2 separate regions of the Zea mays genome follow, and region 2 is linked to region 1. The links are chromatin contacts, called in public Hi-C maps. All regions are on one chromosome and are shown on one strand. The core of a region is the stretch at or near the end of the contact, and the rest is flanking DNA. Distances in the headings are between cores, read along the strand shown.

Region 1 (4,551 bases), core at 522-3,021:
CAATGAAATCTGTCCCACCATATCCAGATGGAATTTAAAGGTTACATACTGACACAACACAGATCTGCTGCTCAGCATAAAAAACAATTCCTCCTGCGTATTCAAGAAAAAAGAATAAAAAACTAATCCCATCGAACTTTGAACCCTAATTTGCCCGTCACACATCAATTTTATTTTGAAGTGAACTACGGAGGGAAGAATATCCTGGCCTGGAATTTTTATCATCACACGTCAGTAATATCTTGAATCCATGCTAGATCAATTCAAGTCCATTTTCTGGTCATTTTGAATGTTAAATGAAAAATGACAGATGAACATTTTTTTACAAATGCATTCCACACCATGTGATTTATACCTCTGTAATTATTTTTTATAAGTGATAACTATTTTGTACACTTGTCCGTACTGGTTTGGGTTTCCTTTACCATGCATTTATTTCTGCTAAGGTTATTTACCAATCTAGTCCAAGAGAAAAAAAATGGAGTTGATCCGGGTTGTATGTGCTGGGAGGGATTTCCAACCCCCCACCATCCTTCTCCTCTATGTACTTTCCCTTCTTAATGAAATGTCATGCAACAGACTTGCGTTATTCAATAAAAAAGGGAGAAAAATGGAATGTCTCTAGTTATGTAAAGGTCAATTGCTTTTCAACATCTCTAGTAAGTCCATGAACTACTAAGTGCAGAATCATTTTAATTTATTTTGTTTCACACTGATTACATAACAGCTCATGTTGATTAAGGTACAATGCAAGCTACTTATATGGCAAACACAAACTGAAATTGTATCTTAGACAATAGTAAGTAGTCCCTCCGTTCCAAATTACAAGACGTTTTGGCTTTTCTAGATTAATAATTTTTGTTATACACTTAGATATACAACATGTCTAGATACATAATAAAATCAATGTATCTAGAAAAGCCAAAACTTGTTATAATTTGGAATGAAGGAATGGTTTTGCTGAAGCTTGCAGGTGTGGAAAATCAATGCTACCAGGATCACAATCATTGGTAGGATTGTTTTAGTTTAAATAGACCCGACCATATGTGATTGGTCTTAATTATATAATTATGGGAGTGAAAAACTTTGCACAGTCACATTTCCCTGAAGAGTGAATCTTTTGCAACAAATCAGTTTAGGGCTGAAAACACTGCTTAGAATTGATAACCTGGTGCTCCAGAAATTACTACACCGTTTTCCCCTAAAGATCTATCCTTATGCAAACTAGTTGGTCGTTTATATAATTTTCTGTCCCAGCCACAAATTCTACGCGTGAGACATCACTGCCAACACCAAGTGATCCCACCAAACCGGAATTAATCCTCCGTAAGTATCTTTAAAATGCTCAAATCTCACCAGACAATTAAATCAGTAGGAGGGAAGATGAGGTCGACTCACGTCAACGCAGAGGCAGCAGGCGCGCTCGACGACGGCCACTGCCGCGGAGAGCTCGCGGTGGTGAGCGGCTCCCTCCGGCCGGAAGGGGAGTCCGTAAGCCCCCGCCGCAACTGACACCGCCGCATCCCCAGCCGCCCTATCCACGAACAAGCACTAGTGCCTAGTGAGAAAAGAGGCGGCGGCGGCGGGAATAAAAGAACTCGCGCACACGCTGTTGGGTAGGGTTAGGGTGCCCGGAGGGTCGTGACTGTGAGTTGGTTCACCTGACAGATAGGCAGATACGACGGGGAGACGACGGGAAGAACAGCCGACCTCGGCCGCCGACGAGGAGGCGGTGCGACGGGAGCGAGAGGTGGAGAAGCGGCATGGGGGTGTGTGGCGGGACCGACGGCAACGACTGCTATGCAGTGCTTATTTGAAAGCGTGCAAACAAAAGATCTGGTTCATTAGATTACGATCTAACCATAGATACAACTATGATTTGTTAGGAGTTTTTTATAAAGATTACGTAACCGAGAGTCTGAGATGCGCAGCGGAAATACGTATGTACTATTTCGGGCGGCAGTATATTCGTCCTTTTTTTTGTTTTTTAGCCTTTTCTATAGTCTAGTTTCACAACTCTATTTTTAGTCATTCTTATTTTTCTAAAAAAATAAACTATTTTTTCTTGAAAATATGAAATAGCTAAAATAGCCTTAAATAAAAATCAGGTTCAGATCTGTAATCTGTTATTATCGTGTTTGACCCTGGTGGCCATAAAATACGTTACTAAGGTTATACGGCTTGATGTAATAGGTCATACGTCTGAGATACCACGTCGCAAATAATAGACATTATTATACTATGACATGGTGCTAAGATCGATGTCGATCTACCATCATTGTTCTTAGCGTGTGCACATAGAAGCTGGTGGCCATAAAACCGATGGACAAACTAGCAATTAATTAAAATTGATGGACAAACTAACAATTAATTAAACACATAAAATATGTGTCGTGACATAATATTTTTAGAGTATGCACGATATTATTGTGAAGGTAAAACAATTAGAACAGAGTAAATCGGATGATTAACATAAAAGTAAATTAGTCAGTTGGTCGTGGGTTGCAACGGGTCACAACAATACCCACGTAAATTATCCACCAAAAAAATCTCAAGATTTTTTATTGATTGTCTTCGCTCTCTGCATAATATTTTTTGATTTGACTAATTGATGTTGTTGTTTACTGTTAGGGCGAAGGCGAAGACACTACCCCTCGCTCGAAGCCTTCGCCAGTCTCGCTACATCAACCCCTCGCTCGAAGCCTTCGCCGGTCTCGTTGCCTCAACGGAGGCAAAACGACTGGCACCTCCCACCCTTCGTCGAACACGAAGGCCCACGTGGAATTCGGCCCATTGTAACAGGCCCCGCGCGGCCGGTTGTATTACGGGCCCGATTTGTAAACGCTTTTATGTAATGACGGTCTGTAACCCCGCTTTATGAGAATATTCCGGGGATGACCTAGGCGCTTGAGAGCACATGTGTCCTTAAACCGAGACGCTGGGCGCTCAGGCGCCTATAAATACCCCCGTACAGTGCCCTTGAGGGGCTAGATTAACAAAGCAATTGTTGCCTCCAATCAAACCGTGTTCCCGCCTCACTCAACCCCCTGTTGGAAACAACCTGTCCGAGAACGCGAGTTCCAACATTGGTGCCCACCGTTCGTGCTACGAAAAATCACCCGCGATGGCACCCAAAAGAGCTAACTCGAAGGCAGCCCCATCCGTCGACGAAGCAGCGAAGGCAGCCCTGCTAGCTAAGAAAAAGGGCAAGGCCCTCGCCGACAACACCCACCAAGGAGCTGGTGAAGATGAAGCACACAGCAAGAGACAGCGCAATGACCAACACACTCCAGAAGGCACCCTTCGCACCTGCAGCTCCGAAGGGCAGCCACAAGTGCCACCCCCAGGCTTCGCACCACCAGCGGGCGAGGACGCAGCAGAGGACGGCGAAGTCCTCAGCGTCTCCGCAGAAGAGCAGCTACAGCTACGAGCCCTGCGCCTCAGAAACCGCAATCTTCAGAAGCAGAAGGAAATCCTCGAGGCCAAACGGCAACGCGTCACTGTGCAGGCCAAGTTGCGCCAAATGATACAAGATGAAGAGCAGAGGGCCCAGGAGCTTGAGCAAGAGATTGCGCTCCTGCAGCGCGAAGGCCAACACGATCTGCAGCAGCACAGCCCGCCCCTCCAGCAGCGCGCGCCGGTCGAAGACCTATTCGTCCCTCACCACGGGCCCTTCATCCCGCACGCCGCAGCTTTCCAAGGCATCAATTACCTTGACGAGCGAAGCCCCCTGGCGCCGCAGCTGCAAGTGTCACCATTGCCCGCCAATTTCAGGGCAGGGACCTACCCCAAGTACAACGGTAGCACTGACCCGGCACAGTATATCATGAGCTATCAAGTCGCTGTTGCATCAGCCGGAGGGGACGACGCTACGATGGCCAAGTCATTCATCATCGCCCTCGAAGACCAGGCTCTCACTTGGTACACCAGATTGCCCCCGCTGTCCATCGACTCCTGGAGAAGTCTCCGGGACAAATTTCTGCTCAACTTCCAAGGGTACCGTCCAGACACCGACGCGTTGGCCGAACTGTCACTCTGCAAGCAGCTGGAAAAGAGAGACTCTGCGGGAGTACTACCGCAAGTTCCTGACCCTCAAGTCACAACTGCCTTCGGTCGATGACCAAATAGCCATTCATTATGCCATCAGTGGCCTTTGGGCTGGCGTCCTTTACAGCCACTGCATCAGAGATCCACCCAAGAACCTCTAAGAGCTGTATCAGCTATTTGAGAAGTACGCCAGATCCGAAGAGCTCCACCAGCGCAAGGTCGAGTCCCAGAGGAAACCCAAAGACCCTCCGCAGTCCAGCCGCACGTGGACAAGGCCTTCGCAGACGGAACCCGGTCGGGACGGCCACAGCCAGCAGCAGGTACACAACATTGCCAACCAGCACCCCGCTGGTGAGGCCCCTCGCCGCCAAGATTATCCCCCACAGGGCCGCGGCGGAGGGACCCGCGGCCGAGGCCGAGGACGGGCGCAGCAACCGCGCAAATTTTACTGCTTGTTCCACGGCGAAGACTGCGCGCACCCAACAAGGGATTGCCCGGAGACGA
Region 2 (4,551 bases), core at 623-3,122, 270 kb after region 1:
AGTTCTATGCGGAATATATGTATATACTACCGTTGACCATATAAGAGAGATATTTATGTGCTATATTTTAACTATAGAGGAGCGAGTCGATGAGCTTGTTACAAATTGCAGATTAGAAATATAGCCTACATAAAATCAATTTCCATCCCTCCACCCTATAAATTTAAGATAATCTTATATTTGAACTTTAAAAAGTGATGGCATGTCAAATTCCAACCCAAATAGGCTACTATATTAAGTAAATTTCAATTCCTCCAAACCAATTTCAGCAAGAAACCTATGTTTCTTACTATCCCCAAAAAATCGTTTTATTGATTAACTAATTCCATCTTTGAATTTCCTGCCTTTTTGGACCAATTTTCTTCGAGGCAGATGTGTCTTTTCTAGGTAAGGTATGTAGATCACAGTCCAGAGAGACCATTTACCTCCCCCTCACTCAAACACTCGGCCACTTTACCACACAATAAGTTTAGTGTGCAAAACAGAAGATCCATTGCCATAATGCAGAACAAGAACATACGTGGAGATAAAGAATACTCAGGTTTTCCATCTAAATACCATCCAGTGATGTACTACATACAGTGATACAAAGAATGTGACGCCCGCCGCAGGGAGGCAGCCAACGCGGAACGCGCGCGCGCCCCACCGCGTCACGAGCTCAGACGTTGTCAGGCAGGTCGAAGTGCTGGACGCCGAGCACCTGCAGCGCGGCGTTCTGGACGAAGAGCACGAGGCCGCACTTGGTGGCGCGAAAGCCGTCCCAGAGCGGGAACTGGACGGTGCCCGACACGGTCTTCTTCGGCGAGGCGCCCTCCCGCACGGCGGCCACCTTCTCGAGACGGCGCACCACGTGGTCGTTGAGCAGCGACTTGCCCTTGTTCTCGCCGCGCCCGCAGTCGGTCACCAGCCCGCTCTCGTACAGCGCCACCAGCACGCTCGCGCCGCCTGGGCCCTCCACGCGGCTGCGCAGGGTGCCCGTGAACGACGCCTGCAGTGTTGCGGGGCTCGGCCGCTGGAACGTGACCTGCGCGCGCGCATCCGATCCGGTCAGGTCGTGGCTTCACGCAATCACGCTCATCAGTCTACAGTGACAGTGACACCCCAGGCCCCCAGCGTCTACGGGCGATCCGGTTACGGCAGATCTGAATCGCTGTTGGTTGCCGATCCAGCGTAAGCATAGTAGTGGCGATCATGAGACGCTCTACAGCAACAGCATTTGGAATATCCAGGGTTTTTTTTTTGTCTTGGTTCTTAAATTTGCAGAGCAGTTAGCTAAACAGTTTGTGCAAGAAGTATGCAATTTTACGCAGCATACGTACGTACGTACCTTGATGGCGGGCGCGGGGTAGCGCGGGGCGTCGCGGACGGCCAGCGCGAGCGCGTCCTGGTCGGTGCCGACGCAGTGCGCGCGGCCCTGCAGGACGACCTGCGGCGTGAAGAGCGTGTCGAGGCGGAGCGCCTCCACGTAGGCCTTCTGGCGCACGGTCCAGGCGCTGGACGCGAAGGGGTCCTTCCACCCGCGGTAGTCCCAGTAGTCGACGTGGAACGCCAGCACCACGACGGCGCCGTCCCCGGACCCGGAGTCCTGCGCCAGCCGCGCCGCCACGGCGTCCGCCTCGGGCGACGCCCCGCACCCCTGCGACCCGAACAGCTCCACCAGCACCGGGCCAGCGGGGGGCGCCTCCAGCTGGCCCTCGCCAGTCGCGTCGTCCGGCGCCGCCGCGACGCCGCGCCCGAAGCACGCCAGCAGCCGCGGCGCCATTCGGTCGAGCCGAGCGAGCTGTCGTGATCAGCTAGCGAGCGAGCTGCCGTGCGCGCGTCGACCGCAGCTGCGTAGGAACGTCGTCGCGGCGAAGGGAGCGGATCAAGTGAGGTCGCTCGCGCGCTGGCCCTTGGCGCGCAAGATAAGTAGGAGGTGTCTGGGTGTGATGTGATTGGTGGGGGCAGCTGTTGGGTGGGTGGAGTGGAGAGGAGAGGTGGTGGAACGTAACATGGCGGAGGCGACGGCAACAGGGTACCAGCCTGTCGCCACGCACCCGCTCTTGGATCGTCGCCGGCTAGCTGCCATGTGTGTGTTACGCGCCCACGCCTAACCTCCAGGCAGCCCTCTTTGTTTTTTTTTCATCTATCTTTTCCTGCTGCTGACTTTTGCTACATTTAGTTTCCACTGGTTCAGTGCGATCTGAGATGCAATATACTCCATGACTGCTACTAGTATACATTTTGTGGTCGTGTTCTTTACCAAATGTAAAGAGGAGGAGCACGCCTTTTGCTTTCACGATGCATGATGATGCTTTGCTTTATAGATGGCCAACCGGGCCGCACGGCACGGCACTGGCACTAGCACGGCTAGGCACGGCACGAAAGGACACGGCACGGTTAGGCACGGTAGAAGATCCGTGCCGTGCCTATTAGTGCCAGCGTGCTGGGCCCTCGGCCCAGGCACGGCACTACCAGTGCTTAACCGTGTCGTGCCGTGCCAACAGGCACGCCAGCACGCCAGTGCTAGTGCCAGCACGGGCACTACGAGTAGAAAAACCAGCAGCAGCATTCAAACAGCATAACTGAGTAACAGATTTCATAGTTAATAACAGATTCAAACAGTATTCAAACAGCATTCACAAAGAGAGTAAGAGACTAATCAAACAACAATTTTATGAGCTGTAGTGCAATGGTTGCCTCGTTAAAAACCTGTCTAGGTAAAACTCACCCTTGTGAGAAACCCTAGACAGGAAAAAAGAGTACAGCCCAGCTCATTAAAATGTTTTTCAAATGTTTACAGTCCAGTCCAGTGTCCAGGTGCATAATATTACAGTCCCATTACAGAAATGGTCAGAAAGAGAGTAAGACTAATCAAGATAAAGATCTTCAAATGTTTCTTCAAGCTCTTTGTCATCCACCATGTGTTGCATCCTTGCTTGAGCATCCTCCCAATCTTTAATGCATGTCAACATCTCAACCACATCAGACTTCAATCTCCTCCTCCGCTCGTCGATGATCCTGCCAGTTAAACTAAAAGTGGATTCTGAAGAGATGGTAGACACAGGAACAGTTAAAATATCTTTAGCCATAATTGACAGTACTGGATAAGTGAGTTTGTGCTGATGCCACCAGTGCAAGATATTGAAATCATCAGTTAATTGGTTGACAGTGTCACAATCTAAGTAAGAAATGAGTTCAGAAGCAGTAGAAGCTGAAGAGCTTGCAGCATGCAGTAGAGCAGTTGCAGAGGTATCTCTAGCAATGTTTAGAGTAGAAGCAAAAGAATGCATACCAACAGAAGTACCCACATCATCAGCATCATCATAAATTTCATCCCAAGCAGACCGTTTCTTACCAGACAAGTTAGGAGGGACAACCCTGTTCAATCTAACAGATCCATATTTCTCTTCATATTTATTATAAACATCAGTAAGCTTAGCTCTAGTGGTAACCTGATAAACAGCATAATCTGTACTTGTCAGGTTCATTAATCTTCTAAGCACTCTACTAAAACCTTTCATTTTAGCTCTAGGGTCCAAGATGAATGCAAAAGAGTAAAGTAAAGGGATGTTCCTCCAATATTTATTATATTTATCTATCATAGGTTGAATGACACCTCTGATGTGAGTGTCATTAGCATAGTTCTTTAGATGTATAGCAATCTTAACAAGAAAATGAAGCATAAGTGGAGATGTGGGATAATAAACACCAGACAATGCAACTGTAGAATCATAAAATAGCTCAAGAAATTTAAGTACTTTCTCTCCAACAACCCAATGTTCATCAGTTAAAATAAATTGATCACCTTCAGCCCTAGGATAGTTTGCATGCATGAAAGTAGTGAAAGGTATCTTATGAGGAAACAAATGCTTAAGCATGAGATATGTAGAGTTCCACCTAACCTCCATGTCCAACTGGAATTTTCTAGGCCTAATATTAGTAGCAATGCAATAACTTTTATATGCAGCAATTCTCTGATTAGAGGAGTTTAAAAAAGATATTGCAGTTCTAAATGTTTCAATCAAATTCTTAAGAGCATCTAGGGCCTCTTTAACTATCAAATTGATTATATGACATGCACAACGCTGATGCAAGAACATTTCAGATTCTACCCCATTATCAATACCAAGATATGGTGACATTATAGGTCTAAGCAACCTCATGGCAGCAGCATTAGATGATGCATTGTCTAGGGTAAAAGCAAACACCTTATTAGTCAAGCCATAATCAGCAAGCACACCAGCAACACGATCAGCAATGTTTTGTCCATTGTGTGACACATCAATAAGAACTAAAGCAAGCACCCTTTTCTCTAGTTGCCAATCAGGGTTTATGTAATGGGCAACAACACTAAGGTAGTCCTCTTTGGCATTACCAGACCAAATGTCAGAGGTCAAACACACACAATTAACATCAGAAGAAGAAAGTGTCTCAACAAGCTTAGCCTTTTTGTCAGTGAAGTATTTAACCATGTCTCTGGTGGTGGTTTGCCTAGAGACAGGCACAAATTTAGGATTATGTGCAGTTCTAATGTAGTGTTCAAATGCAGCATTTTCACCCAAACTAATA

Evidence for each region. Hi-C and Micro-C count contacts between places; a contact is called where the count stands out from the background.
Region 2: a Hi-C map of leaf shows a contact between it and region 1, with 2.2 times the contacts expected there. The contact joins the promoter of LOC100194072 here to the promoter of LOC100192833 in region 1. A contact is called at or near these places in 5 of 25 Hi-C or Micro-C datasets (bundle sheath, ear, leaf and 1 more).

Annotation. Positions count from the first base shown.
Region 1 is chr7:166,221,409-166,225,959 of Zm-B73-REFERENCE-NAM-5.0, forward strand. It overlaps LOC100192833, which reads right to left and starts at 1,772. Exons shown (of 9, transcript NM_001254768.2): 1 at 1,662-1,772; 2 at 1,399-1,534. The coding sequence starts at 1,765.
Region 2 is chr7:166,487,544-166,492,094 of Zm-B73-REFERENCE-NAM-5.0, forward strand. It overlaps LOC100194072, which reads right to left and starts at 1,873. Exons shown (of 1, transcript NM_001139128.1): 1 at 472-1,873. The coding sequence starts at 1,762. The coding sequence ends at 1,202.